Linked DNA regions of Mus musculus: all the other regions are linked to region 4. A link is a contact called in public Hi-C and promoter capture Hi-C data. All regions are on one chromosome and are shown on one strand. Each heading gives the region's core, a stretch centred on a gene start, on an enhancer-like site or on the middle of the called end of the contact. The rest is flanking DNA. Distances are from core to core; before and after follow the strand shown.

The links. Promoter capture Hi-C pulls out the DNA fragments that hold promoters and counts their contacts. Hi-C and Micro-C count contacts between places; a contact is called where the count stands out from the background.
Region 1: a contact with region 4 is called in a promoter capture Hi-C map of liver, with 2.5 times the contacts expected there. The contact joins the promoter of Spata22 here to the promoter of Mettl16 in region 4. A contact is called at or near these places in 2 of 39 promoter capture datasets (hippocampal neurons and liver) and 1 of 115 datasets of contacts at active chromatin or transcription factors (extraembryonic endoderm stem cells).
Region 2: a promoter capture Hi-C map of hippocampal neurons shows a contact between it and region 4, with 10 times the contacts expected there. The contact joins the promoter of P2rx1 here to the promoter of Mettl16 in region 4. A contact is called at or near these places in 2 of 39 promoter capture datasets (hippocampal neurons and liver) and 1 of 115 datasets of contacts at active chromatin or transcription factors (embryonic stem cells).
Region 3: a contact with region 4 is called in a Hi-C map of B cells, with 7 read pairs. The contact joins the promoter of Ctns here to the promoter of Mettl16 in region 4. A contact is called at or near these places in 2 of 39 promoter capture datasets (embryonic stem cells and hippocampal neurons), 1 of 484 Hi-C or Micro-C datasets (B cells) and 2 of 115 datasets of contacts at active chromatin or transcription factors (astrocytes and embryonic stem cells).

What each region holds. Positions count from the first base shown.
Region 1 is chr11:73,327,629-73,331,976 of GRCm38.p6, forward strand. Spata22 (spermatogenesis associated 22) reads left to right here and starts at 2,113. Exons shown (of 9, transcript NM_001045531.1): 1 at 2,113-2,147; 2 at 3,460-3,566. The coding sequence starts at 3,524.
Region 2 is chr11:72,997,862-73,002,606 of GRCm38.p6, forward strand. P2rx1 (purinergic receptor P2X, ligand-gated ion channel, 1) reads left to right here and starts at 1,284. Exons shown (of 12, transcript NM_008771.3): 1 at 1,284-1,590. The coding sequence starts at 1,454.
Region 3 is chr11:73,197,021-73,201,720 of GRCm38.p6, forward strand. Ctns (cystinosis, nephropathic) reads right to left here and starts at 1,999. Exons shown (of 11, transcript NM_031251.4): 1 at 1,898-1,999. It overlaps Shpk (sedoheptulokinase), which reads left to right and starts at 2,462. Exons shown (of 7, transcript NM_029031.3): 1 at 2,462-2,660. The coding sequence starts at 2,499.
Region 4 is chr11:74,769,207-74,773,390 of GRCm38.p6, forward strand. It overlaps Mettl16 (methyltransferase like 16), which reads left to right and starts at 1,657. Exons shown (of 10, transcript NM_026197.3): 1 at 1,657-1,778.

The DNA.
Region 1 (4,348 bases), core at 863-3,362, 1.4 Mb before region 4:
GGCTCCCTCAGACGATTCTCAGCTGTGTCAGGCTGACAGCTAAAAGTAGCTAGGACAGATGATAAAAAGGATTCCCTGTTCTTATAGATAATGTGGAGTCAGGCAATCATTACAGCTCTAACTCTATCCTTTCTCTGTGGCTCTATTGCTGTCATCCATCTTGAGCGACAGTCTGGGTGGAGATGAACGATAACCAGAACAGAGCCAGGTAAAGTATATGAGTTCATAGACTTCTAGCAAAGATTCCATATGGCGCATGTCTACATTCTTTACAGACGCAGTACAGGTTATCCCTCTCACTCGAGTTAAAGTTGTGATACTCTGTATTTCTTTTCTTTTCTTCTTTGTTTCTTTTTCTTTTTGGTGCTAGGGATATAATCAAGGGTTTCAATTTTTTTTTTTTTTTTTTTTTTTTTTTTTTTTTTTTTTTGGTTTTTCGAGACAGGGTTTCTCTGTATAGCCCTGGTTGTCCTGGAACTCACTCTGTAGACCAGGCTGGCCTCGAGCTCAGAAATCCGCCTGTCTCTGCCTCCCAAGTGCTGGGATTAAAGGCATGCGCCACCACCGTCCGGCCATCCCTTGCCCTTTTAAGGAGAAATTATTAATTTTGGGGGGATTATGTATTGTACACATGCTTATGCACGCATGTATCAAGCCAAATTCCACTTCCTTGAGATTCCTTACACTCTTGCTTTAGGTAAGCACGAATAAGTCTTTTTCCAGACATTTTGCTGAAGCCTTTTTCCATATTGAAAATGATCCTATTAAAATTTTATTCCTTATCCTGTCATCCAGTCCACTACCACTCTTATTTACTGACAAAGAAAGTAACACATTTTTGTATTCTTCTAGGCATTTACTAATAAACATCTCTCCACAGCAGCCCTTTCTACTTCCCTTCAGTTATGTTGGATAGCCAGAAGACAGGGAAATAAGAGGACATGGTCTTTTAGCAAAGATATCTATTCTAAGTAGCTATACTGTAACTAGCTAGTCTATACTTCCAAAATAGCAGCCACCGCTGGAAGCAGGAATTAACTTTTATTGAGCACACATTATGTGCTGGACCCATTTAATATCTCTTTTAATATCTTAAGGCAATTAAGTAAATATTGTTATTGCTATTTTATCAAGGAAGGAAATGTAGACATCACATGCTCAAAGTCACAGAGCCAAGAACTCCCCATGTTTTCCAGTCAGGCTTCTGTGACAGAAGCTTCTCTTGACAGGAGGCTGTCTCTGTGAATCTAACAACAGTGTTAAAAATGAATGCTTTGTAAGAATTCAGAAACTGGGAATTACAAATGAGACTTTTTGAAATTATTCCAAAAAATGGCTTCTACCCATATGTGAAAGGCTGAAGAAAAATCAAGAAAAGCTACCAACTTAATGAGTTTGTTCACCTCTCCAATTGTTCCTTATATAGGGAGGAGCTCAGAGCCTCATACCACCCTGCTTCCTTTGTAGACCTCTGTGGCCCACGTGCTCGTTTGCTCTCCTTAACAATGGCAGCACCAGTCCTGCCCGCCTGTTCTCTACTTTGGATTGGGAGTCATTTTAAAACTGGTCTCAGTTCTCCCACAGGTCTCCTGCCTGACCCATGGCAGACGTGTGGTCACATTAGGCAAGACATACCTTGTTTTGCTGCCTTGGGAATGATTCTCTTTAGACACAGTCTAGGATGTCAGCAGCATCTTAGAAAACTTTTGTCTAGGAAATGGGCAAGGAGGAAGGGAAAGGGAGGCCATGATTTTCTGATGCCACGGGGGTGTAGCAAGGCTGAGCTGGGGAGCTCTTTCTGCCTCATCCATAACCAGAACAGGTTTCTGTCTGTGGACAAAACAGCTAAAGAGGTAGAGCCATGCCCGAGCCGGCTTTGTACCTCACAAGCGACAAGGCAAAGGGCGTCGCTTTTGCCTTTATGGGCAGAAAACAGCAAGTTGGTCCCGTTCCTTTAACTCTCGCGAGGCCTTGCCCCCTCGCCGCTCTCCCCGCCACCCCTGCCCCGCGCTTGCTTGCGTGGTTAGTAGCGCAGGTGCTCCAGAGCGCCTGCGCACTGAGCTTCAGGATTGGTGCGCCTGCGCAAAGCCTCCCGCGGGTTTTCAGAGGCGGGAAGTTCCGCGTGGCTGCCTGCTGAAGGAGGCGAGGTTAACTTGAGGGCTCTCTTTGTACATGGTGTTGGCCGGGGATTCATGGAGGGAAATACCGTTTGTTGACCTAAAACGGCCCCATGAGTGGCTGTGTCAGGCGGGAGGGGGGTGTTGGAAGGGAAGACGAATTTTGACTGAAAAATCGCTCCCCTCCTTTAAGGAGGCCTCAAAGAGGCCCTGTGTGGCCTCTGCTTGAGGCCACGGTGATCTTAGGGCAGGCTTGGCAGTGAGTTGGATAGTTACCTCTCTCTCTGACCCCAAACCTGCCCCACCACCCCACCTCCATCATCCCTGCTCCCATAGCCCCTGCCATCCCGGTCACCCCAGTCCCTCCAACTCTGCCCCCGCCACTCTGCCTCCGCCACCCCTGCTTCCACCACGCCTGTCATCCCGACCACCCTGCTCCTGTCACCCGTACCCCCGCCACCCCAGTCACCCCATTCCCATCAGCCCACCCCTGGTCCAGCTGAAACCGGTTCTCTTGGAAGCTGGGCTCAGATCATCAGAGTTTACTGGCCCAGGAAGATGATAGTGCACTTTCACGCATTTGTGAGCGAGGCATAAGTGGCCTGCCTCTGCAGTCCCAGCGCTTGGGTGGTAGAGATGGGAGGATCAGAAGTTTGAGGCAAGTCTGGGTCGTATGAATTCTATCTCACATGCCATAGGTTTAGGATATTTAAGGTATTAAGCTTCTGTAAGTCCTCTTAGGCTTAGGATGAGCTGGTGTTTCAGTGTTTTTGAGTTTTACTTTTGCAAATGATATTTGGACGCTAATGTTTACCTCTTTGATTGCACTGTTACCTGTGTGAACATCAGTCTGGCTCACTGGGCTGTGGATTTGCAGTAGAAATTATTTGGGTTTGTGTCTGGCCTTTTTTTTTTTTTTTATTCATGGGCAAACATTTGTTGAATTAAATAAATTATAATAAGATATAAATATATTAAGAAGCTCAAATCAGAAAAAAATACAATGGAAAAATATTTTATTTGTTTCTGTAAGTTTGCCAGTGCTGTAATTCGTTTCCCTTATAGCTTTGGTTCAGAATTCCCATCATGGGTCCTGAATTCTGAAATAAATTGCTTAAACTGTGTGGAAACTCTCTATATATTTAGAAAACAAGTTTATATCCAACCATGTCATAATTTGTTTGAACATAACTGGGAAAATGGGGCCTGTTTTAAATTTTTATTCACAAAACAGTTCCTGAGGTGATAACATTTGACAATTTTAATCCATAGTGTCCATCACTAATTGATTGAAATGTTGATCTTGTTGATGACTATGAGTTACATGTTTCTTCCTTCTAAGGTTTAGTTAACTTCATCCTGTAAATGTCAAGTGCTAAATACAAAAAGCTTTGACACAGAAGAAAATGAAGAGAAATCTAAATGAAAGTTCAGCCCGAAGTACAGCAGGTATTGAACAGCATCTAATTGTTTTTGGTATTTTTCATATCGTACATAAAACATGTATAATTTATAGGAACATTTGGGAAGGAAGGTTTAAAGAGATTAGACATTTCGTCTAGCCTCTTTTTATAGTCAAAAGAGGCAAAGTAAGCTTGTCAAGGCAAAATAGTTAGCAGTAGAGATGAGAGTAAAATTAAATGTACTGAGATTTACTCTGGTGCTTTTTCTTCAAAACTTAAGGGATTGATTTATGGTTGTAAGCAGGAAAGAAAGAAATACATTTGTGTGTTTTTGATTGACTTGTTAAAATGTTTTCTTTTTTTAAAAAAGTATAACTTTAAAAAAATGGTTATTTTATTTATTTACATTTCAGATGTTGCCTCCCTGCTCAGTCTCCCCTCTGCAAACCCCCTATCCCATCCCCCCCCCTTTGCCTGTAAGAAGGTGCTCCCACACACACTCCTAGCAGCATTTTTTCTTTTCAAGACAGGGTTTCTCTGTGTAGCCTTAGCTGTCCTGGAACTCCCCTAGAAACCAGGCTGGCCTTGAACACACAGAAATCTACTTACCTCTGCCTCCTGAGTGCTGGGATTAAAGGTCTGAGCCACCAACAACCAAGCTGTTTTCTAATATTTTGTATTGTTTGTATTTTCCCAAGTATGAGGTGACATGAGGATAGATGTCAAGAATGACAAGAGGCAGGGAAATGATTATGATGTACAATGAAGTATACAATGATATATAATGATAATTTATGATGAGACACCATACTCTAGACATTTAGTCAC
Region 2 (4,745 bases), core at 34-2,533, 1.8 Mb before region 4:
ACCCTGGCTCAGTGGCGTCAGACAGTTGAGAGAGTTCCTACTGGAATGTCAGTGTGTGTGTGTGTGTGTGTGTGTGTGTGTGTGTGTGTTTTCTATTCAAGAGGTTGGGGCTGGTCCTGGGTGCTGGGAGGGGACATGCAGAAAGCAGCCCAGTTTGCATAAGGGTTCGGTGCCAGGCCCAGGGGCCATTCGCTCCCTGTTAGTAGCTCATGAGGAAGAAGATTCCTTATCAGCACTCAGCGTGGGTCGGCTTGGCCGGGGGTGCAGAGCAGTGAAGGTTACCAAGGAGACCTGTGCTTCAGGCTGGTTCTTCTAGTAGGCCAGGGTGAGAATGCTTCCCTCTGACCCTAGGTGCACAGTGTGAGCCAGCCTGATCAGGTTCTTGGGACCCTATGCTCAGGGTCTGCTTTACTATTGAGGAAGGCAAGGGTTGTATTGGACCTGAACCCTAATTCAACAGTGTATTTTAGTTCTCTGTCCTGGAGGTTTCTGGGACCGTCCCCCAAGGGCTTCTTCACTCTGGGGAAAGTGTTATGTTGTCCCACTTTACAAGAAGCAGACTTAGAAAAGCCAGACAATGCCCCCAAGCCCTCAACAAGTGACACAACTGCCTAATATCAGGCTTTCCAAGCTGGGTCTCAGAACTCCCTAGGGATAGGTGACCCTAGTCTCGTCTAGATGTCTACCTCCCTGTCTGTTCTGGTGGTAAGGATGGGATGGGAGTGGTGTCAGGAGTACAGTCAAGCAGGTCAGACAGAGGGAGAGCAAGGTTGCAGATAGAGATGCCAGCCTGAGGCTGAAGTTAATGGGTATAGACCAAGCTTGGACTTGAAGGGACTGACGAAGAGGGAGTGTCCAAGGGTAGCTCTAGGCTACAGGACTTGACATCAGTTCTGTTCATCTTCCTGCAGGTCCCCAGGACTGAACTGTCTACTCTGAGACTGTGGGGGTGGGGATGGAGGTAGAGTGTTGAGGGATTGTCCTGGCGAGACCCTTCAGTTCTGTCCTGTCAGGTTCCTGGAGTGGGGGTAGCCAGTAGCTTTATCTCTGGCCCTGTGGCTGGTGGCCATGGTGGTTTCCGGAGAGCAGCTCCTGTTTCCGGAGGCCCAGCAGGGCCCAGGCGGAGCCTTGAGGGGTAGTGGGGCTGGGCCTGGGTGGCCTCACTGGCTCCGCCTCTGTCTATCTTTGGGAATTTATTTCACGGGGCACCACTGGCCGGTACTCCACTGCCTGCCAGCAGTCAAAAGCTGCTCTGATCACCCTGGGTTTTTCCCTCCTAACCCAGATCCCACCAACGAACCTCCAACTCTGGCCCCACTTGGCCTGCTCTGTTCTTAAGGGGCTGGGAAGCCTCCAGCCACTCCACTGCTCTCTCTGTAGACACAGATGCTAGCCTGCCCTTGACCACAGAGGCCGTGCGGGGGGCTTGTCTCTGAGCCCCTTCTGGCCCACCATGGCTCGGCGGCTGCAGGATGAGCTGTCAGCCTTCTTCTTTGAGTATGACACTCCCCGGATGGTGCTGGTACGAAACAAGAAGGTGGGAGTCATTTTCCGTCTGATCCAGTTGGTGGTTCTGGTCTACGTCATTGGGTGAGTCTAAGTCCCCCTCCCAACACCTTTGGGCACCAGTCTTCTACATGTGCCAATCCTCAGAGCTCTGGGGTACCCTTCATCTCTCCAAGCACTGGAAAGCTCTCCTGGTGAGCCTCCATGCCTTAAGAAGGAATAGGCCCTGTTAACCTACTGTCAAGATGGAGACACCAATGCAGGATAGGACACGCTACTCTGGGTGCATGGTGACCAAGGGGCAACACCATTGTGGGTCCTGAGGACATTGTAAAAGGCCCCTTCTAGTGAGTGAGTGGCACGCCCTGCAAGAGCCCTTTTCACCTCCAACTTTCCTCATGCAACTGAAACAAAGCAATGCCTCATTTTACTCGCCAGAACATAGGCTCTGTTCCCGTCTCTCCAGTCAGAACAAAGGACAACCTGGGAAATCCAGGTCCCTGGGGGACTAAAAGACAATTGGATTCTGAACACTTAGCATCTTGATGGAGACACAGAGCAGGAAGTAGTCTCCATTCCCAAGTGTGACATCTCCTTCCCTGGCACAGGGTCAGAGCAGCACAGGTCTCCTTCAGCTATCTGGCTAGCCTGGGAACCATGCAAAGGCTAGCAGGCCAGGCAGGATCTTGTGTTTGCATGTGTGTTGTGTGGGCTAACATGGTATTCTATGACTGCCCATGTCCTATATATTTAGCCATGTACCGGTGGTTTTATATACCTGGTTGGCTACGCAAGCTTACAGCTGTGTCTCTGTCTGCCCTGGGTCTGAGGTAGCTGGGTACCAGAAGTGTCACATGTCAGGAGCATCATGCTTACTTACAGTCACACTAAAAAGAGCCTCTAGAGGCTATGAGATCAGTAAAAGGGTTGGGTCCTAATGGGAGCCTGAGAACGCCCAGTACCCCTGCCTGCCTGTGTTGTGTGGTTCTGAGGGCTCTGCAAATCCCCATTTGGGGGGACTGGGACTAAGAGCCCAAAGAGTTACTCATGTGGTACTAGCCTCTTGGGAGTATCTAGTTCCTAGAGTAGCCTTTCTTCTGCTCACTGATGCCCTAAGATTCAGAGCTAGTCAGGTGCAGCCAAAGCCAGGATCCTTCAGCTGCATTTCAGGCTATGTCTTGGTCACAAATCAAGTTGGTCAAGCTTAAGAGGAAGACTAAGGCCCATAGAGGAGCCCTGGAATTTCTAGGTCACTAGGCAAATCAACCCTGAACCTTTGCTCTGTCTCCTCATTTCCCACTCCCTACAAAGTTTCCAGGAAACTTTCTGATGGGTACCAGTAGCCTCCTGCTGAGCACAAGAGGGGCGTAAACGTCCACCATTAATTATTTGCTAGTTCCTCAGGAAGGAGAAGTCACTACTCAAGCCCAGCCTGTTTCTCACTTGGGGAGATCAAAATGGTTGTCCCTACTCAGGCCCCAGGGGCTCTCTACTTTATTTTCAGAACTGTGGCTAGGAGCAGTGTCTGACTGTCACAGGGACAGAACAAAAGGGATAGTCTACTGTCCCTACTGCCCCTTAGCCCTGATCTATACCTCCTGTGACAGGAACCTTACCCCATCCCTCTTTCCTTTCTTCTGGCCTGAAATGGTCTATCATTTTCAAATGTTTCAAATGTTTCTTGTTGGTGTGAGGGTGGGGGTATCAGAGGTGAGGGATGCAACTAGTCTTGCTAAAATTCCCAGTTCACACAGCAGAGCCAAAGGCAAGGTCTTCAGGTCCCCAAACCCAGGCTTCTCTGCCCACTAACTAGGGCGCTTACTAGCTCCAGCAATGGCACCTACTGTCTCTGTCGCCCTCATCTGGCCACTGCCAGATGCTACAATGACTCCTGCAGGTTAAACTCCTGAGCCTTGCTCCACTGTTACATAGGACAGCGGTTGGAGAGGACCTTTCCTTGTGAAGGGAAAGGGCTTCGCTATAAGGATCCTCCTCTTTCCTAGATGTTTGTCTGGTCCTGTGGGGGCTGCAGGGAAGTCGGGGGTGGGGGGGACGAGAGAGTCAGTCTCTGGGCACCAGACAAGGTGAAGCCCACATTGGGGACGGGCAGCATGGAGGTGGAGAGGGACACAAAGTCAAGCATTGGAACACAGTTCTGATGAAAGTGGCCTTAGACTTAGGCAGGCAGGCAGGCAGGCAGGCAGGCAGGCAGGCAGGCAGGCAGGCAGGCAGACAACAGACAAGAGGCTGAGATGCCAAGATCTGGAACAGGCTCAGAGGAGGAAAGTTAAGGCTTTGGACTCTATTGGTCATGTTCTTCCTGTACATTCAAGGCAAGTGGGGAAGAAGCCCTGGAAGATGGAGACTCTGCTGGCCTGGGTTAAGGTGATGTCACAGGTGAAATGCTCCAGTTGGAGGGATTGGGCTATGAGACAGACTGGTCTAGCCGTTCCTGCTGGAAAGCAGAGGGGACACAGGGTAAAAACTTCGTTAGGTGGGTTTAAGTGGGCTAGACTGGCCAGGTATGGAAGTACGAGTTTAACCCTAGCTAGTTAGAAGTAGGTGGATCTCTGTGAGCTTGAGGCAAGCTTGATCTACATAGTGAGTTGTAAGACTCTAAGGCAGCCAGGGTTACACAGTGAGACCCAGTCAAGGGGTGGGGGGTTGGGGGACAGCTGGATTTTGTGTTTGTTTGATTTTTGAGACAAGGTCTCTCTACATAGCCCTGGCTCTTCTGGAACTCACTTCGTTCTGGCTTCAAACTCACAGATATCTGCCTCTGTCTCTGCAACCCAAGTGCTAAGAATACATGTGTGAGCTACCATGTCTGGCTCTGGTTGAATGTTTTGTTTGGTGACTGGAACTTGCATGAGACTGACTTCAAATAATATCCACCCTTTTAATTAACTTTTTTAAGAAAGTAATCATTATTTTTTAAAGATTAGTTTATTTTATGTATATGAGTACACTGTCACTGACTTCAGACACACCATAAGAAGGCATCAGATCCCATTACAGATGTTTGTGAGCCACCATGTGGTTGCTGGGAATTGAACTCAGGACCTTTGGAAGAACAATCAGTAATCTTAACCACTGAACCATCTCTCCAAACCCTGAAAGGAATTATTTTTATTTTATGTTTATCAGTGTTTTGCCTGCATGTTTGTCTGTGACAGATCTTGGAGTAGTTGTGAGCTTTCATGTGGGTGCTGGGAATTGAACCTGGGTCTTCTGGAAGA
Region 3 (4,700 bases), core at 749-3,248, 1.6 Mb before region 4:
CCAACCAACCAACCAACCAACCAACCAACACTGGCAGTGTTCTCTTAAAACAAAAACAAAAACAAAAACAAAAAACACCTTAGGCTAGAGAGATGTCTCAGAGGTTCAGAGCACTGGCTGTTCTTCCAGAGGTCCTGAGTTCAATTTCCAGCACCTACATGATGGCTCACAACCATCTGTAATGAGATCTGATGTCCTCTTTTGGCCTGCAGGCATACATGTAGGCAGAATGCTATATAATAAACAAACAAATGAATATCACTTCTTGGAAGATATGGACTGCTTCCAAGTGAAACTCAAACACTCTGTCAGCAAAATGTTCCCCAGTGCTAAAGGCTAAGGCATCTCTGAAGGAGAAACCTAGAACCGATGGCGCCTACTATGCTAAAAAGATCAGTTGGTCAAACACACAACTAGGCTTGTAAAAAGTTACAAGACAAAGTTACAAGACTTGCCATGCCCATCTTCTGGTGTGTGTGTGTGTGTGTGTGTTTACCATCTTCTACACCTCAATCAGATGGCACACTTTTAAGAGCCTCTACTATCCCCCACAAGAGATCTCCTGTGGCAGCTTCCCTTAGTCAGGTGTCTGAGGTAGTCCTGCTCTTGGTCCATAACCTGGAGCTTCCTCTGTGGGAAAACTGTTAATTAAGGTGGAGGTCCACCATGACTGCATAGCCCATGGGTTCGGCATAAGTGGAACTTCTCATCCTCTGACCTTGTCTGGGGAATTCGAAGCCCCAACACAGGCCTCTACCTGATGACTGTCACATAGCCTTAGCAAGATTCCTTCCTAAGGATCAATTCCCTTCCTTTTCATAAGAACCTGTTCGGTGAGCACCTGAGATTCCCGAAATGCTTCCCCATGCTAATGGGGCATTTCAGTACCTCAAGCCCTCAGCCAATGACCTTTGACTATCCTGGATGTTCCTACCTTCAGTCCCCCAAACTTTATAAGCTCGTCTTGGAGTGGTCATTCACCATACCCACTCACAGGGCTTCCAAAACCATGCCCACCACTCTTTGTCTCTGCTCCCACTGCCCCCTGTCCCCCGTGGACCTAATTGGCCATAATCCATGAGAGTGGGGAGACCCACATTCCTCAAGGGATAGTACAGATTGGACAAGGAATATGTTCCCTGGAGATGAACTATCTAGGTCCCAGGTTTCCCATTTACTTGTATGATTCTGGAATACTTATTAACCTATGTTTCTTAATGGGGAAACAGGGACAGTGGTAGTTACACCACAGGATTATAGTGAGATGAAATACAAGGCATACATTCTCAAAGGGGCTAAAATAGGCTCTGGAGGTCTGAAAAAATAGCTGTAATAATTGCTTATCTCTCTCCCAAACGTCATAATAAAAAAAAATAGAGCTTACCAGCTGTATTAAAAGTTTGAGGTGGATTGGTAAGATAACAAAAAGTTGAGAAACAATGAGGTAATGTTATTACTATTACCACCCAGGGCTCCCAGCAAGCTCTCACAGAGCATAGATTGTTATTTTCCTCAATATTATTGAAAAAGGCAAGATCCAGGTACCCTCTCATTCTCTGGGAGAATCAACACGAGCTCCTGGAATGGTCCTAGCAGAATTTACCCCCAACCCCAAGTTACCTACCTGCACATTCCTAAGCCAGATTCAGGCGGCGCCACATACTGAATAGTGCCACCAACACCAGCTGTCAGTCGGTGTCCGTGCTTTTGCTCACCAACACCCTGGCCCTAAAACCTAGAGATGTGCGGGCCTGGGTTGGGGCCAGAAGCTAGAAACCCAGGCGCTGCCCCTCTGGTAGCGTAGGTTGCCCCTCTGAGGTGCGGGGCTAATGTCTGTTGGGGTGGGTGGTGTCATACCAGAAAAGGGGGTAGCTGTCCCGGTCGCGATGGTTCTCACCTGACAGCTTCCCAGGCTTGGTGGACAGACCTCACCAAAAGCAACAATCTCGCACCAGAAACCGCTTAGGAGTGTAAGGACTCTCTGAGCTCCGCCGACTTTGTGTGAAAGAGGGGCCAGCTGTCACCTGACCTGAACCACCTGACTTGAAGCCGCGAGCCCTGTGCAAGGAGCTCTGGAAGTTGTAGTTTTCACGAATACAGGAGGATAACGCTTGGTAGGGGTGAGGGAAGGGTGGAAGGGCGGAAGAGCATAGGCACCTTGGCAGGGACAGGGGCTCGGATGTGAGGGGCGATCTAGTCTCTTGTAGGGGAAGCAGGGTTCTCGAAGTCTCTGTTGTCTCCTTGAAGCCCTGTGCTCCCTGGTGAAGACCCTGGGACCCCAGGCACTGTCCCGGAACCTCTGACCAATAGATCCCGCCTTCTGTCGTCTCTCCACCTATCACCGGAGGCCGCTGTGGGGAGCGCGTGGTGTTTGCTTTCCTCGACCAATAGAAGTGGTTAAAAGATTGACAAGGAAGCTCCGCCCCCTTACTGCCCTCCAGAGTGAAGTGTTCCCCGGCGTGCGGTTCAAGCCACCGAGCTGTGCTGTCACCACTGCCATGGCTTCGCGACCTGTCACTCTCGGTATCGACTTGGGCACCACGTCCGTGAAGGCCGCCCTATTGGAGGCTGCACCCAGCCTCCCATCCGGGTTCGTGGTGCTGGCGAGCTGCGCCCGGGCTGCGAGGGCAGAGACTGAGAGCGCGGTGGCCGGGCCCCAGGTGAGGCAGAGCCCTGGAGCTGCCGCCCCGGGACGACCCTGGGGGCATCTCGGGCAACACCTTCCCGCGAAGAAGTACCCGTGATTGCCCAGTCTGTCGGACCTCCAAGGCCTGCTGCCCTTTCCTCTAGGGCTTCAAAGCCTGCTGCAGCTCAAGCTAAGCCGTTAGATTTTGCCCAGGGAGCTTTCCCACCTGCTGGCACCGATCTTCCCGCTCTCCGGCTTTTCTGGGGCCCCTGACCATGGCGCTGGATCCCTCTACTATCCGCCCATCACTTTTTGTACTTTGCGCCGAGAGGACTTGCTTTCAAAGTGATAACCACAGGCCTGACTATCACGCTCGCCACTCATGACCCTGTGCCCTCTAGTTCAGGCATCATTTCCGACCCCACCCCCTAGGCAGGTTGTGCTCTGGAAATGAGACGTAGCGTTAGGCTTACCTCATGCCTTTGAAGTTCAAGTAAACTGATAATTTCACTTGGTTACTCAAAGAATTCCAGCCCCTGCTGAGCATCTCTGGAGGAAAGTTGTCAGAGCAGGTGGGGAGACACTGAGATAAGCTGATGAACATTTTAGAAAAGAATCAGACTGATGATTATACGCTGCAACCACTGGCTTTTGAAAACTAGAAGATAGAAAAGTACATCTCCAGGGGTCCACAGGATGGCTCAGCAGTAATAGCAATTGCTGAGTGAGCCTGGTCACCTGAATTCTACCTTCAGAACCTACCATGGAAGGAAAGAACTGACTTTTGAAAAGCTGCCCCCTGACTGCCACATGTGCCCCATGACGGGCACACATGTTTGTGTGCACACACACATACATGTATACACATATATACACACACTATATAAATATATACACATACATATTCACACATATATACACACACATATATACTATGTATGTTCACACACATACAGTATATATACACACACACATACATTCATATATATACATATACATACACACACACACACACACACATATATATATATACACACACACACACACTACACACACACACACACACACATATATATATATATATATATATACACACACACACACACACTACACACACACACACACACACACACACACACACACAAACATACCTTTAAAACAAATGCAATGAATTAAAGACAGTGGACTCTGTTGGAAGATGATGTAAGTAGGATCAGAATGGCCTCAGATTCCATTCCTATTTGTTTCCTGAAAGGGTCAGTTTATAGTCAGTGAATTCACAGATATGAATGTCAAGGTGAGAGTGTAACCTCTCACTTTTTTCTTGGCCTCAACTTGTTCTCTGATCTGAACTAGGTGGCCACTAAGGCTTCCTCCAGCCAGAAACTTGGACTGAGTGCAGTACCTCACATTTGAGCTTCATGTCTCAAATGCTCTTGCCAAGGGTCTGTATTCGGTTCTTTGGGGGTTCAGAGTCCAATTTGTGGGATCACTTCTAATTTTCCCAGAGGCCTTCACATTTAATTTGGTTGGGGCCTCAGGGCATCTTAGAATGACTATTTGACTTCATGAATTACGACATGGAGAAGTTGGCTCTGATCCTGGGGAAGTGAGGAGCTGGGCCAAGGATTATAGTACAGTGGGTTCAGGCATTGCCCTTTTCTTGTGAAATTGATCTCTCTCCACCCCCACCCCCTGCCTCTCTCTGTTAGGAGATAGGGTCTTGCTGGCCTCAAACTTGGATCTTCCTCACTTAGCTGAGATTACATTTGTGTTCCACCCCATGCAGCCAGAATACAAGGTTTTGGAGGGAGACAGACTCTCTTGGTTGCTCGTCTCTGGCTCAGGCTCCTCAGCTGTAGGGTGCAGGGGTGGGTGGCTTTGAGTGAATTGCTGAGCACTCTTTTCAAGTCTGAAGTTCTAAGGGCTTGATCTGGGTATGGACCTACTGATGTTTTCAACTAAGAAAGAGCAGCAACAATGGTTTTCCTGTTACAGTATGGGTGTGCCCATTGTCCCAGGGCTGTCCCTGCTCCAGCTCAACCCTAAAATGAACTGCTGAACACAACCTCCT
Region 4 (4,184 bases), core at 407-2,906:
AATTTATCTACCCATAAATCTACACATCTATCTACCCATAAATCTATACATCTATCATAAATCTATACATCTATCTATCTATCTATCTATCCATAAATCTATACATCTATCTACCCATAAATCAATCTATCTATCTATCTATCTATCTATCTATCTATCTATCTATCTATCTATCTATCTATCTCTTCTTTGTGGTGTTAGTTTACACAGGCCTTTGCATTCTACCACTGATCTAGTGGTACACTGCCGCTTTGGCTTTTTGAGCAAGGTCTCATGTAGACCAGGGTGGCCTGGAACTTGATAGACAGTATAGGATGAACTCATACTCCAGCTTCAATATCCCAAATGCTTGGATTTACAGGCCTATAACACCATACTTAGGGTTAAATGAAGGAAAAATTGGGGGTAGGGCAATTGGGGGGGTATTAGCATAGCTAATAAAGTAGCCAAGGTCAGTGTGGTCTTGGTCCTGTTCTGCTTGGTCTGCAAGGTGGAGGGAAGCAACTGGGCTCCCTGAAGACAACTGTTCCTTCTGCAGCACATAGCTTCGTCTATGCAGGTAATTGCCCTCAGTGAGTACAGAGGAGGCATTCCCGTCCTTTGAGGCCTAGCATTGCTCTATAAAAGTATTTCTTGATCAGTCCTACTGTTCCAGGAATTCCAGGTGACTGACACAGACAATCTGAAAACACCCTTTGGCCAATCTGGAACAGAACATCGTACAAAACTGACAACGAAATGCCTATTGGTGGGGAGGCAGAGGCATTTCTGAGTTCAGATTTCTGAGTTCAAGGCCAGCCTGGTCTACAAAGTGAGTGCCAGGACAGCCAGGGCTACACAGAGAAACCCTGTCTCGAGCAAACAAACAAACAAACAAACGCACGCCAGGATTTTATCCTTTTGCTTCGTGAGTCCAGATTCAATGCTTTTTTTAGCCAAATCAGTTTCTTTAAAAAAAAAAAATAGAATTTAAAAAGAGGTTTACCTTTATGTGTATGGCTGTTTGCCTCCATGTTTGTGCACCACGTGCACGTGTGCCTTCCAGAGGGCACTTAGGGACTAGAGTTACAGCTGGTTTCGAGTCACCATATTGGGGCTGGGACTCGAACCTGGGTCTTTTGTTAGGGTAGCCATTTCCCCGTCCCCTATCCCACCCAAAACAGTTTCTAAGTACCAGTTATTTACCCATCTCACAGGTTTATCTGTAACTACTGTGTCATCACACAGATTTGCTGTGCACTTAAGTGTTAATTGCCATCAAACCCATCTAGCCTTCCTATTTCCTGTCCAAGACTAGATTTAGTACTATTTAGTAAGGCTGGGGAGAGCTGAAGAAAGCTACATTCAAAACAAAGGAAAACAAACGTTTACAACTTGGTGGGGTAGCCCATCCCTGTAATCCCAGCACCCAGAAAGGCCAGGGGAGGAGGGTAGTTCCAAGTTCCTGGCCGGGCTCCATCACATAGCTGCATGCCAGCGGACTAGTGAGGTCTTCTCCATCCGCTAACCTAAGAAGACTCCCGGCCGACCACACCCCCAAACCTGGGTGAAAACTCACCGCCGTCTCCAAGTATCGCGATAGTTCCTTCTTTCTTTAGGCTAAGTCAAAAGTCTCGCGAGAGTAGTCTGTCCAGTCACGGCGCGGATTGGCTGCGCAAGATGGCGGCGCGCTTGGAGCGTAGCATCTGCGTTTCCAGGAGCTTGGCTGTGTGAGTGGTGTGGGCTTGGTGATTGCGGGCCTGTCCGCACTCCGTCCGCCTGCTCCATTGGCCTGCGAGGTGCGTGGTTCAAAAATCTCTTATCCGGTTGCGCACAAGGATCGCCTAAGAAGCGGCTCACCTGCTTTTCTCCTCCGGTTCTCGGATCCTTGGGGGCTTACCGCTGGGTCAGAAGCCGGGGACCCGGGCGGGTGTGCGCGAAGGCCGGCGGTAGGTGGGAGGAGCTGGAGGAGAGATGGCCTCGTCCCTCGCCTAGGCCAATGCTTAGAGAGCGCTGAAACCCAGGGGAAGAAGGTGTGGATGAGCCGGGGAAGTGGCGGAGGAGAAGTCAAGTTTGTGAGGTGGGGGCGTGAAGAGAAAACGGAAGTGTTGGGGTCTAGGTGGGAGACATCTGTTGAGTTTTCTGTTCCTCCTAAAAACTTAAAAAAAACAAACCCACAAAACAGTTTGTAGGTGTAGGTGTTTTGCCAGCCTGGACGTCTGTGCAGCACGTGCACAGTGCAGGCAGAGGCCAGAAGAGGGTTGTGTCATGGCACTAGGTGAGCAGCCATACGGGTGCTGGGAATCGAGCCCTGGTCCTTTGGAAGACCAGCTGGTGCTCTTGAACGCTGGTCTGTCTCTATTGCCTCCATAGTTTGACATCATAAAAGCCAAATTTAGAGTATCCTATAAGCTTCAGTTTTAGAAGAAATGATGTGTGAAGAGATAAAGGCCAAGAGAAACCCAGGAAACATGAAGTTTTAAAGAGGAAAGAAGGCTGGCCTAGAGGTCTTTTGGGTTTTGGACTCGCTCCGATGAGCCTTTTTTTGTTATTGTTGAGACTCAACTGGGCTGCCCATTCAGAAAGAGAATGCTGTGTGTGTCTCACACAGATGGAAAGTATTTCATAGTTATTTCCTTTATTTTCTTTGGTGTTGATGACTGAGCCCAGGCCTTGCACGTGCTAGACACATGCTCTGTCACTCGGAGCTAGATCTCCTGGTGACTTCATATTCTTCCCAGTCAACCAACAGTTGAGTGCCTCCCCTTACAGGCCCTATTTTGAGTATTGGGGTACAGCAGGGAACAAATATGTTCCCTCATGAAGTTTACTGGTAGGGAAGGTTTTTTTTTTAATTAAAGCAAATGTGTGGGGAATGCCAAGTGAGTAAATTTCAAAGACAGAAGGTGGGCGGGAGGCTGGAGAGATGGCTCAGTGGTTAAGAGCACTGACTCTTCTTCCTGAGGTCCTGAGTTCAATTCCCAGCACCCACATGGTGGCTCATGACCATCTGTAATGGGGTCTTATGCCCTCTTCTGCTGTGTCTGAAGACAGCTACAGTGTACTCATATACAAAAAATAAATAAAAGCTTAAAAAAAAGAAAAATAAAGTGTGCGTTCCAGTCACTGAATGTTTTAGTGACTTGCTCAAGAAGATATAAATAAGATGGCATTTGACCAAAGGCTTAAAGGTGGGGATATGTTCAGTGTCTGTACACTTCACTGGGGAGTGTAAGCCATGCCACCTGAGCGGCAGCAAGTGCCAGTCCAGTGTGGTGGTGCAAGCTGGAATCACAGCACTCAGAGGACATGGGATTCTAGACTACTAGCCTTGCCTACAGAGTGGGTTCCCAGTGAGCCTGGGCTACTGGAGACCTTGTCTAACAGCAAGAACAAAAAGACAAGTACAGCTAGTCCTGAGGCACTTGATTGGGCAATGGCTCTTAGGCCAGTGTGGGAGGAACAGAGTAAACTGGTGCTAGCAGACATTCACTTAACTTTGAGGAATGGGGTGGATAGGCAGATAGAAATCCAGAAGTTAGTCATCTCGGGTGTAGCAGTCCTTGATAGAGCACATGTGAGATACTGTGTTAAATTCCCAGTTGAAAAAAATTTTTTTAACAAAAGTTAAAGAATCAAACGGAGTGACTTTGTTGAGTATGTCTGTTATGACCTGAATGGATAGTGTAGAAAAATGAACGGAATTGGCCAAGGTTGTAATTGAACTTGGGTCACATGTTCAGAGTACGTGCCTGTAAACTCTGTCCTCTTTAATGTGCTGCAGAGTCCTAGTGCATCAGTATCTCTTGGACTTGTTAGAGAAGGGCCTACTTTTTGTCCGGCATTACATGGAAGAAAACCATTACCCTCTGATATTCTTGGGGCCTGGGGACTGCCCTTGGTTTATGCTTTTTACTCCTATGTCTGTAAGGGGCATTTGAATATTAGGGAATTAAAACTGCTATATAGTGAGCGTCTACCATTTTGTATGTGTGTGTGTGTAATCCTGGAGACTGAACCCAGGGCCTTGAGCATTGTGGGCAAGTGCTCTGCTAATAGCAATATCCCCTTAAGGGGTGGGCCAGCAAACTGGACTTACTTTGCTGCTATTTGTGTGTGTTTGTTTCTGAGGCAGGGTCTCGCATTGTAGCCAGACTGGCTGTGTAACCCAGACTTGTTACAAGCTTCTGCTGATCCTGCCTCTG